Linked DNA regions of Triticum aestivum: region 2 is linked to region 1. A link is a contact called in public Hi-C data. All regions are on one chromosome and are shown on one strand. The core of a region is the stretch at or near the end of the contact, and the rest is flanking DNA. Distances in the headings are between cores, read along the strand shown.

The links. Hi-C and Micro-C count contacts between places; a contact is called where the count stands out from the background.
Region 2: a contact with region 1 is called in a Hi-C map of leaf, with 3 times the contacts expected there. The contact joins the enhancer-like site here to the promoter of LOC123131693 in region 1. A contact is called at or near these places in 2 of 5 Hi-C or Micro-C datasets (both in leaf).

The regions. Positions count from the first base shown.
Region 1 is chr1A:370,251,936-370,256,598 of IWGSC CS RefSeq v2.1, reverse strand. LOC123131693 (cyclin-dependent protein kinase inhibitor SMR1) reads left to right here and starts at 1,904. Exons shown (of 1, transcript XM_044551393.1): 1 at 1,904-2,988. The coding sequence starts at 2,134. The coding sequence ends at 2,559. It also overlaps the pseudogene LOC123051529.
Region 2 is chr1A:370,391,807-370,396,469 of IWGSC CS RefSeq v2.1, reverse strand. No RefSeq gene overlaps it. Among protein-coding and RNA genes, the nearest start is that of LOC123131781, 10 kb to the left of the region's middle. Within about 2 kb of position 1,914, at least 6 of the 8 cell types and tissues checked have an H3K27ac peak or open chromatin away from gene starts, as enhancers often do. A contact at or near this core is called in leaf, where this site is marked.

The DNA of each region.
Region 1 (4,663 bases), core at 655-3,154:
TTTACGAAAGGCGGCTTCAGCTATCGCCACTTGGACCTCCTCGGGGCAGATTGGCAATTACATTTCGAGGCATGGCCCGTGCTAGGTTCAAAGATAGGGCAACTATCTACTACAATTTGTTCAAAATCAGAATCTGGCAAAGCGTCAAGTGCACAATGGGTGATACTCTTTCTTAGATTTCTTCACACTATTCCAACACAACACTACTCCCTCTGTGTTTGAAATGCTTGTTTTTTGGGATATTTATACGGTCTGCTTTGATCATCTATTAAAAATAGTTATACATTGCAATATTGTAAGTTTGATGTTTTCAATGTTGACAACTCTTCTGGATTGATAATCAAACATGTAAAGGTTGACCAATGCAATTTCTACAATGAGTAACATTTTGAAAAGGAATGAGTAGTAGTAGATTTATCCATTTTTTTTGTGGAATTGATACTAACACAATTCATGAGATTCGCTCACAAAATTGTTATTTAATGTGATGATGACTTCTAAGATAACTAACTTAACTGACATGTTTTCAAGAATCTTTCTATATTTTTAATATCAAAACTGAAAGGGGAAATTTTGTTTCTACCACTCTAGATTTTGCTAATTTTACTTATGCCACTCTCAAATTTGACATTTAACTTTTGCCACTCTTAGATTGTGACAGTGTATCACAATTGACATTCCGTGGCAAAAGCAAAAATAATTGGAGTGGCAATTGTGATACATTGTCAAATGCTAATAGTGACAAAAGTAAAAAAATAATACTTTTGCCTTTTGTCACGAAATGGCAGTTGTGATACATTATCAAAAGCTATAATGGCAAAAGTGAAATGTCAAATTTAGAATGGCATAAGTAAAATTGGCAAAAGTTAGAGTGGCAAAAACAAATTTTCCCAAACCGAGAAGTATTATTTCGAAAAGGACAAATGTTTTCTATCACCTGATGGTTGTTACACTCACATGAGTTTTCAATGTTGTATGCAGTATCTATCAAACCAGAGAGTATGCACGCATAGTAGCTAGTATATATGCTTTTTAGGTTGTATATACTTTTTAAATTTTTTTATACGCATAAATATAAATTTAAAAAATGCAAAAAATTATGGACTCACGTATAGTTTTTTTCATATAGTTTGCTTTGATCTTAGATATAGTATATGAACATACTTAAATGAATAAAGTAATACTCCCTCCGTTCCTTGATATAAGGTATATAGATTTTTGAGAAAAAAATCCGAAATATAAGGTGTATTGCGTTGTACCACTCGTCTGGATAATGTTTTTAGGGAATTGATTACATTTCCTTATATTAGGCAAGCTCCTCTATTTTGTCATGTCAATTAGTTAGGTGTAATCTCGCCCAAAACTTATGAAATTTTCCCAAAAACTATACACCCTTTATTAAGGAACGGAGGAAGTATATATTACCATATGATAGTACGGAGGGGTATATATGACATGAAGGTAAAACCACCGGATGGTAGGATATGTTTTCCTCGTTAGAAAATATGTATGCCTTTTCGGAAAAAAAAAGGAAAAAATATGTATGACTTAATGTCTATGTGTAAGACGTTATGCGTTATGAAAGAGGGAGAGTGCAGACTTTAGTTAGACGGTTGAGAGTGTAGTGTTAAAAAACACTCCTCTATTATGAGACAGAGGGAGTAGTTTGGGTTGCTTAGGATAAGATGAGGTAAAAGTGAAGCGGAGTTTAGGTCAAATACGGCCAACAAAGGCTCCACCACCTGTATCTGTATGTACTACAACTAAACTATAGTAGTACAAAGAGAAGAGAAACAGTAGTACAAGGACCTAAACGCAAAAACGAAATCGAACTAGCCGTGGTGGGCACAAAAGGACACGCGCCCAGTACAAAAGTGCGGCTACAAAGGCGGGCCCTTTCTCCCAAAACCGGAGCATATCCCCAGCTAAACCCACCTCGCATCGCATCAGCAACAAAGTGCCCCAAGCAACCTCCCCTCCTCCCCGAGCTCCCTCGTTCCCTCCACTACCCCGCACGCGCCGCCACCATACGCCACGCACCACCAACCCAAGAAGCCCCCTCTTCCTTCTTCCTTCCCTCTCACAGGCACAAGAGTAGGTGCCGCCGGCCGGCATCGAGATTCGAGACCAACCATGTCGGCGTCGCCCGAGTTCTACAAGCCGGCGCCGGCCTTCTCCCCGTGCCGCTCGCCGCTTGCCCCGCGCGGAGACGTCGCCGCAGGAGCGGCCGGCGGAGCAGGAGCGGCAGCAGGAGGAGCAGACCAGCAGGCAGGCGCGTGGGAGGAGCAGTGCTGCCGGACGCCGACGGGCGCGGGGAGCGAGCTGAAGCAGGCGGCCGCAACGTGCCCGCCGGCGCCGAGGAAGCCGCGGGCGCCGGCCGCGCCGTGCCGGAAGCGGCTGTTCGAGGTGGAGGTGTTCAGCCTGCGGCTGGACGAGCTGGAGCGCCTCTTCTGGCGCCCGCACGCGCCGCCGCCGCCGCCGGAGAAGAAGGCCAAGCTCAAGCGCCGCAGGGTGGCGCCGCCGAGCGCCTCGCCGTCGCCGGGGCCCAGCAAGAGCTAGCTCGCCAGCAGGACGTGCGCCTCCCGGCCGGCCAAGCCGCTTTGGCCTGCCGGTGCTGGTCGCGGTAGGCAGCTAGTGTAAGATTTGGTACCGCGTTTTTACTGCTGTACTCGTGCTCAATTAGGTCAGTTCGTGGTACCCGTAGCTAGGTAGCAGTAGTAGCAGGAGCAGTTCTTTCTTTTTACTGTATGTGATACCCCGTAGCGCCGTGGTCAATGGAGTAATAGTAGTAGCACTAGTAAACTTGTAACAGGTTAAATTTCCTTCTTCCATAGTGTAATAACAGGTTTAAATTCCCTTCCATGGAGATGGAGTGCAGGCTGTATAGATGTGTAATGAGACGCTCGATCGATGCTGTATCTGCCTATGTACCAGTCCAAGCAGTCTCGTTCCCAATACAAGCACTCCATACCACTTATTTGTTCTTCAGTCCTGTGTCTATTTTCTCTGGAATTTTAGCCTTGTTCTGTTTGGAGGGGGGGTTAATAAATCCAAAATCCCCCCAATTCCCTCCAACCATCTCGAGTCTAATCCCATGGCAAGAGGATTGTTAACCGAACAAGGCCAGGTGGGTCGCTGCCATGCTTAGGGGAAGCTAGGGCACGAGAGATGCTGTGATTCGTCAGTGATTTTGAGCAGTTTTCTATGGAATAATCCTGGCTTCCTTGCACGATGGTTGGCGTGGGGCGCCTCGTACGCCGGCGCGGCCGGCCCTATGCTGCCTATGCGAGCTGCTGTCTCCGTCCGTCGTTGTCGCCTACGTTGCCCGCTTGGTGGCGTTCTGTTTCCCTTTGATTGCAACCCTGGTTCCGAATGGATTCTTAACTCCTTCCCTTCAGTGGATCACACAGCGATGGCCGCATCTTGTTACTATAAAAATCTGGCCCTGCGCGATGCCGGCCGCAGGGGAGAGGAGGAATCACCCGTGCAGAGGTAAAGAGAGCAGTGGTACAAACTAGCAATGATATGCCGCCGTGACTTTTACCGAAGTTTCTGCAGCTTTTTGGCGCCCGCAGCTCGTGAGGCGGAATGATTCCGCCACCACTGGTGCTCATGAATGTGTTGGGGGGGGGGGGGGGGGGTTCAGTCTTCGCAGGCAGTTTCTGTCCTGGAATAGTCGGGCCGCAGGCGCTGCGAGAGGAGACGGCGTACGGCCGGGGAGATCTCCTGATGCCCGTTGCAGCCTTCCAGGCCCCCATCATCACGTCGTCCTCAAATCCTTCTGCCTTGCCGGGGAACACTGTATTCTGGGCGCAACTTTTCTAGGTAAATTGCTGTGTGTACGTATACGATTTCCATACGGGTGAACGCAGCAGAGCCCGTATCGTATCATTATGGTTCCGATATGGGCATTATTACAGCACCATTCTTGAAATTTTAACACCGCAATCTGCTGCATCCATGACGCGCAATTGCTGTCATTTAAGACGCGTGCAGAAAGCTGAGGACGAGCAGCACGTTCGCATACCTGGATGGCTATTCGATTTCGTATTTATTGAGCCAACGCTCGTCATGTACGGTGTACATACAGTACTGTACTGTTCGTTTGCTTCTGGTTGCTAACCCAGCTAAATCACTATGATACAAGGCTCTTGTCCCATAAATATACACCAAGGAAGGATAATGATGGTAGCATCAAAATGTAAAGAGGTTGAAAGAATTGACAATATCGATGCAGACCAAAAATATAAGAGGAAAACAGCTCTATATGCAGCTGGAGCAAACAAAAATGAAACGGTTACAAACCACAGCCTTCACCTACGACGCTGCCTCGATCTTCTCAATGGTTTCTAACCTCGTTTTCCTTTTCCATCCTTTCATGGTGGCCACGAGGTTAACCAGCCCAACAACCTGGCTCTTGCTGTATTCCTACAGAGTTACGCAGCGATAGACGGTGTAAATTATTTGCATCTTCTAGTTTAAAATGAGCTTCTAGTAAGATTCTCCGAATTCTTACTGGATGAGACCGTGCCCAGTGGACATACTCCGTCTCTGGCAAATAATAAGCCTGTTTTATTCAAGGAAGAATCGTTAACAGCAATGGTCTTTGTCAATACCGAATTTATATGGGAAATGAAACACAAGGTTAAATGACGTCCGTGTA
Region 2 (4,663 bases), core at 665-3,164, 140 kb before region 1:
CGACATGTGGGAGATATAGTCGCATCAAGGATGTTACACCGCCGCCGCCACCGCTGGTCGCCGTGGTCCACACCGCACGGACGCGGACGGTGATCAGGTGGTACGCACTGTAGATCCTCCTCGACGAGGCGAAACGTGCGCGCGCGTGCGACTCGCGAGGGATGAGATTGATTGGCCGGCCCGCCAGACCACCCTCGGGGCGCTGAAAGCTATGCGGCGCACAGTGCAGCGAATTAACCGCGCCCAGTCCAGCTGCCTCCTCCCGCCACACGTGCGCGCCAGTTCTTGGCTTTCAAACGCGGCCAGCTGTGGCTGTCAGCATTAACTGCCGACGTGCCCTGGAAACGACCCGTTCCACACGTCTCAACTCTCAAGTTTAAGTTACGTTAAGCCTCACGTACTAGTAGTACTGCAAATCCCAGCCCAAGCAGAAAGAAGCACTCTGTTACTCCAGTATCTACAGGGATTAAAAATCGGGGTACTAAAAATATGGATATAGTACTGCGGTAGGAGTACTACCCTAGAGGAAAGAAAAGAGTGGCGCTAGTTAGTACTAATCCCTAGCGATAAGCAAGCACCCAGCCGACAGGGCAGAGTTCACATGTGGAGAATCACTGTGGTTCCCCTGGCGAGTGAGGCGACACGACAAACTTCTCATCAGTATGTAAAAGAATGAAAAAAATAGTAAGAAGAGAAAATAGTTCACGGACAGGAGATCCGACTACTGGCGCTGCCACCGGATCCAACAAAGAGAGAGGATTACCCTCCCCATGTTCCGTTCTAGAGTCATTAATCTTTTTTTCTGTTTTTTTTTTCAAAAATACGCAGCGATTGCGTATCATTTCATTGATAGAGAGAACAGAGAACAAGAGGTTGCCGTCCTTAACTGTGTACACAAGGTGGCGCGGGTAAGGAAAGCAGTGAGTAGAGGGGGAGGGTGCTCTGCCTTAGAACAAGGGTTTTAGGTTACATGGAGTATGTTGGCCAGGCCGGTGGCTCCAGCTCGCGCCCATAGATGGGCCTCTTGTTTGATGTCGCGGGCAAGCACCGCATTGGAGGGATGCGCGCCGTCGAAGACGCAAACATTGCGATGTTTCCAGAGGAGCCATGCAGTGAGGCTGATGATGGTGCCGATGCCTTTGTGTAGGCCTGCGGGGGAACTGTCGATGGAGTCAGACCACCAGGTGAAGAAGGTGGTTGATCCGTCTGGTGGTGTGATAGTCGCTCGACACCAGGATAGGATCTCGTGACATGTGATCTTGGAGAAGGCGCAACCCACCAGGAGGTGGTGCAGGGTCTTCGGTTCCTGAGAGCAGGGTGAGCAGTCGGAGTCATGCTTGATTCCATGGCGTGCAAGACGATCCGCGGTCCAGCGGCGATAGAGCGAGGCAAGCCAGAAAAGAATTCTTTGCAAAAAAGAATTAATACGTCAATGCTCTAGAATCTAAAATCACCAGTGACCAATCTTTAATATGAGGAAGCCATGTTCTAGAGAAACAAACCACCAATCTTCATAGAGGATAGCTATTTTGAAATAATTACTTTCTCCCGCAAAAAAGAAGAAGAAATAATTACTTTCTACAGAGTCGGGGCTTCCTTTTTACTACCGGCACACGTGTATTGCAGTGCAGACCACGGTATGCCATGAAGACGACTAGTAACTGTCACGCACATTTTTTTAAACGAACTCGTTTGTTTGAACTTAGAAGGGCAGGCGGAGTCGGATTCCCTCGGCGATGCCTGCGGTGCCGCTGGCGTTGCTGCTGCTTGCCGGTAGGCGCCTCGCCTTGGCGGGACACGTCGACGTCGGGGGATCACGACAGGACGAACGTGAGGAAGCGCGTGGGAGTGTCCGGCTCCGACCCTGGCCTGGCGAATAAATCAACGCGCACGGGCGGCGGCATCCGATGCTCGGCCAAATACTCTACAGGACACGGAGGAGGAGTAGGGCGGGACGGGAGGCAGGGAGCCGCTCCGCGGCCTGCGCCTATCCGGAAACTCGCGGGCGCGGCGGCTCAGTGGGAATCCCAGGCGTGGAAACCGCGGGTTTTCCCACTAATTTAATCGCGCGCGACTCCACACGACGGTATCCGATGATCCCCCTGTCGACTCCTGCCACGGGCCATCACAACGCCCGGCGCGCAGCCCAGTCCACACCCTTGTGCCGTTTTACGACGGGATCCTTCGCCCTGACTCCTCCTGCCTCAGCCTGGCTCACCACCGTGGGAGGAGTTTTTTTTTTTTTTTTACACGAGGGCTGAATGCTTTTGTCTTCCCATTTTCAGGTTCTTCCGCGCGCTTCTCTTGCATCCACACATGCTCGTTGGGATTTGAAGGTGGTCCCTTTCTCATTCGGACGAGGATCCCCTGCCGTGCGGCAGGGTGCCGTTCCGTTGCTGACTCATGGGCCCGACTGAAACTTAACCCACCTGTCAGTGGCCTAACGGCAGGCGCCGTACGCCAGAGGAGCTTCCTCCTTTTCATTCATGGTACGTGCTGATTGGTGGGGAGGTCTGAGAGTTCACGCAACCAGGACCACACGTGGAGCTGCGTCCACAGGGCATTTGATCATATGCTTTGTTGGCAGGTGAGATCCAAATCCGGTCATGGACGCCCGCACACACACACAAAATTCTTAAATAATACTAAATTTTTAGGGCATTCCAAAAACTTTTATTTTTAGGTCATTTTTATTACATGAAAATTCAGAAAACAGGATAATTTTGACATTTCCACTTTATTAACTTTAAATAACATAGAGTAAATAGTGGGTACAGTAAGTTATGCTTATTAAATTCATCGACCACATGCTCCTACAAAGAATCCATTAGTAAGGTTGATCAAGTCTTATTAACAAATCATTTTCGAAATATATGAAAATGAAGAATCTCCGTATAACACTAAGTTATCTTAACGGGGATATGTATCTCCTCAACAATAAGAGTTTCATATTTCTTTTTGACTGAAGGGACGGGAAATTGAAAACCTCCAATAGTGATTGTTGAATTTTCTTCAATACAATTGATACCATTCACTTGAAGTTGTTTCCTCGCGAAATAAACCGTATGCTCATTATCATTGACATGAAAGGTAAGTTTGCCCTTGTTGCAATCAATAACAGCCCCTGCAGTATTCAGAAAGGATCTACCAAGGATAATCGACATGTTGTCATTCTCGGGCATATCAAGTATAACAAAGTCTGTCAAAATAGTAATATTTGCAACCACAACGGGCACATCCTCGCAAGTTCCAATAGGTATAGCAGTTGATTTATCAACCATTTACAAAGATATTTCAGTAGGTATGAGGTTATTCAAATCAAGTCTTCTATATAAAGAGAAAGACATAACACTATCACCGGCTCCTAAATCACATAGAGCAGTTTTAACATAATTTCTTTTAATGGAGCATGGTATAATGGGTATTCCTGGATCTCCTAACTTCTTAGGTACTCCTGTTGGGGATCGTAGTGATAATTTAAAATTTTCCTACGTGTCACCAAGATCAATCTAGAAGATGCTAGCAACGAGAGAGAAAGGGGGAGTGCATCTTCATACCCTTGAAGATCGCTAAGCAGAAGCGTTACAAGAACGCGGTTGATGGAGTCGTACTCGCGGCGATTCAAATCGCGAAAGATCCGATCTAGCGCCGAATGGACGACGCCTCCGCGTTCGGCACACGTACAGCCTGGGGACGTCTCTTCCTTGATCCAGCAAGGGGAGAGGAGAAGTTGAGGGAGAACTCCAGAAGCACGACGACGTGGTGATGGAGGAGTTCGTGGTTCTCCGGCAGGGCTTCGCCAAGCACTACGGAAGAGGAGGAGGACATGGGGAGGGGGAGGGCTGCGCCAGGGTAAGGGTATGGCTGCCCTCCCACCCCCTCACTATATATATGGGGAAGGGGAAAGGGGGAGGCGCCCTAGGGTTTCCTCTAGGGGGCGGCGGCTAGGGCAGATTGGATCTCCCTAGGGAAACCCTAGGGAGACTTGCCCCCCAAGCCAAGCAGGTGGAGGCTTGCCTCCCAAGTCAGGTGGAGGCGCCTCACCTCCCCAAGCAATGTGGGAAACGGTGTGGGGGCGCACAATCCCTTAGTGGGCTGGTTTGCCACCTCCTCTTGGCCCATGAGGCCCTGCAACACTTGTCGGGGCCCCTGAAACACCTTTCGATCATGTTAGCCATAGCCTGGTACCCCCGGAACACTTCCGGACTCCAATACCCTTCGTCCAATATACCGATCTTCACCTCCGGACCATTCCAGAACTCATCGTGACGTCCGGGATCTCATCCGGGCTCCGAACTACCTTCAGTAACCACATACAATTTCCCATGACAACTCTAGCGTCACCAAACCTTAAGTGTGTAGACCCTACTGGTTCGGGAACCATGCAGACATGACCGAGACATCTCTCCGGCCAATAATCAACAACGGGATATGGATACCCATGTTGACTCCCACATGTTCCATGGTGATCTCATCGGATGAACCATGATGTCGAGGATTCAATCAATCCCGTATGCAATTCCCTTTGTCCATCGGTATGTTACTTGCCCGAGATTCGATCGTCGGTATTCCCATACCTCGTTCAATCTCGTTACCGGCAAGTCTCTTTACTCGTTCCGTAACGCATGATCCCGTGACCAACTCCTTAGTCACATTGAGCTCA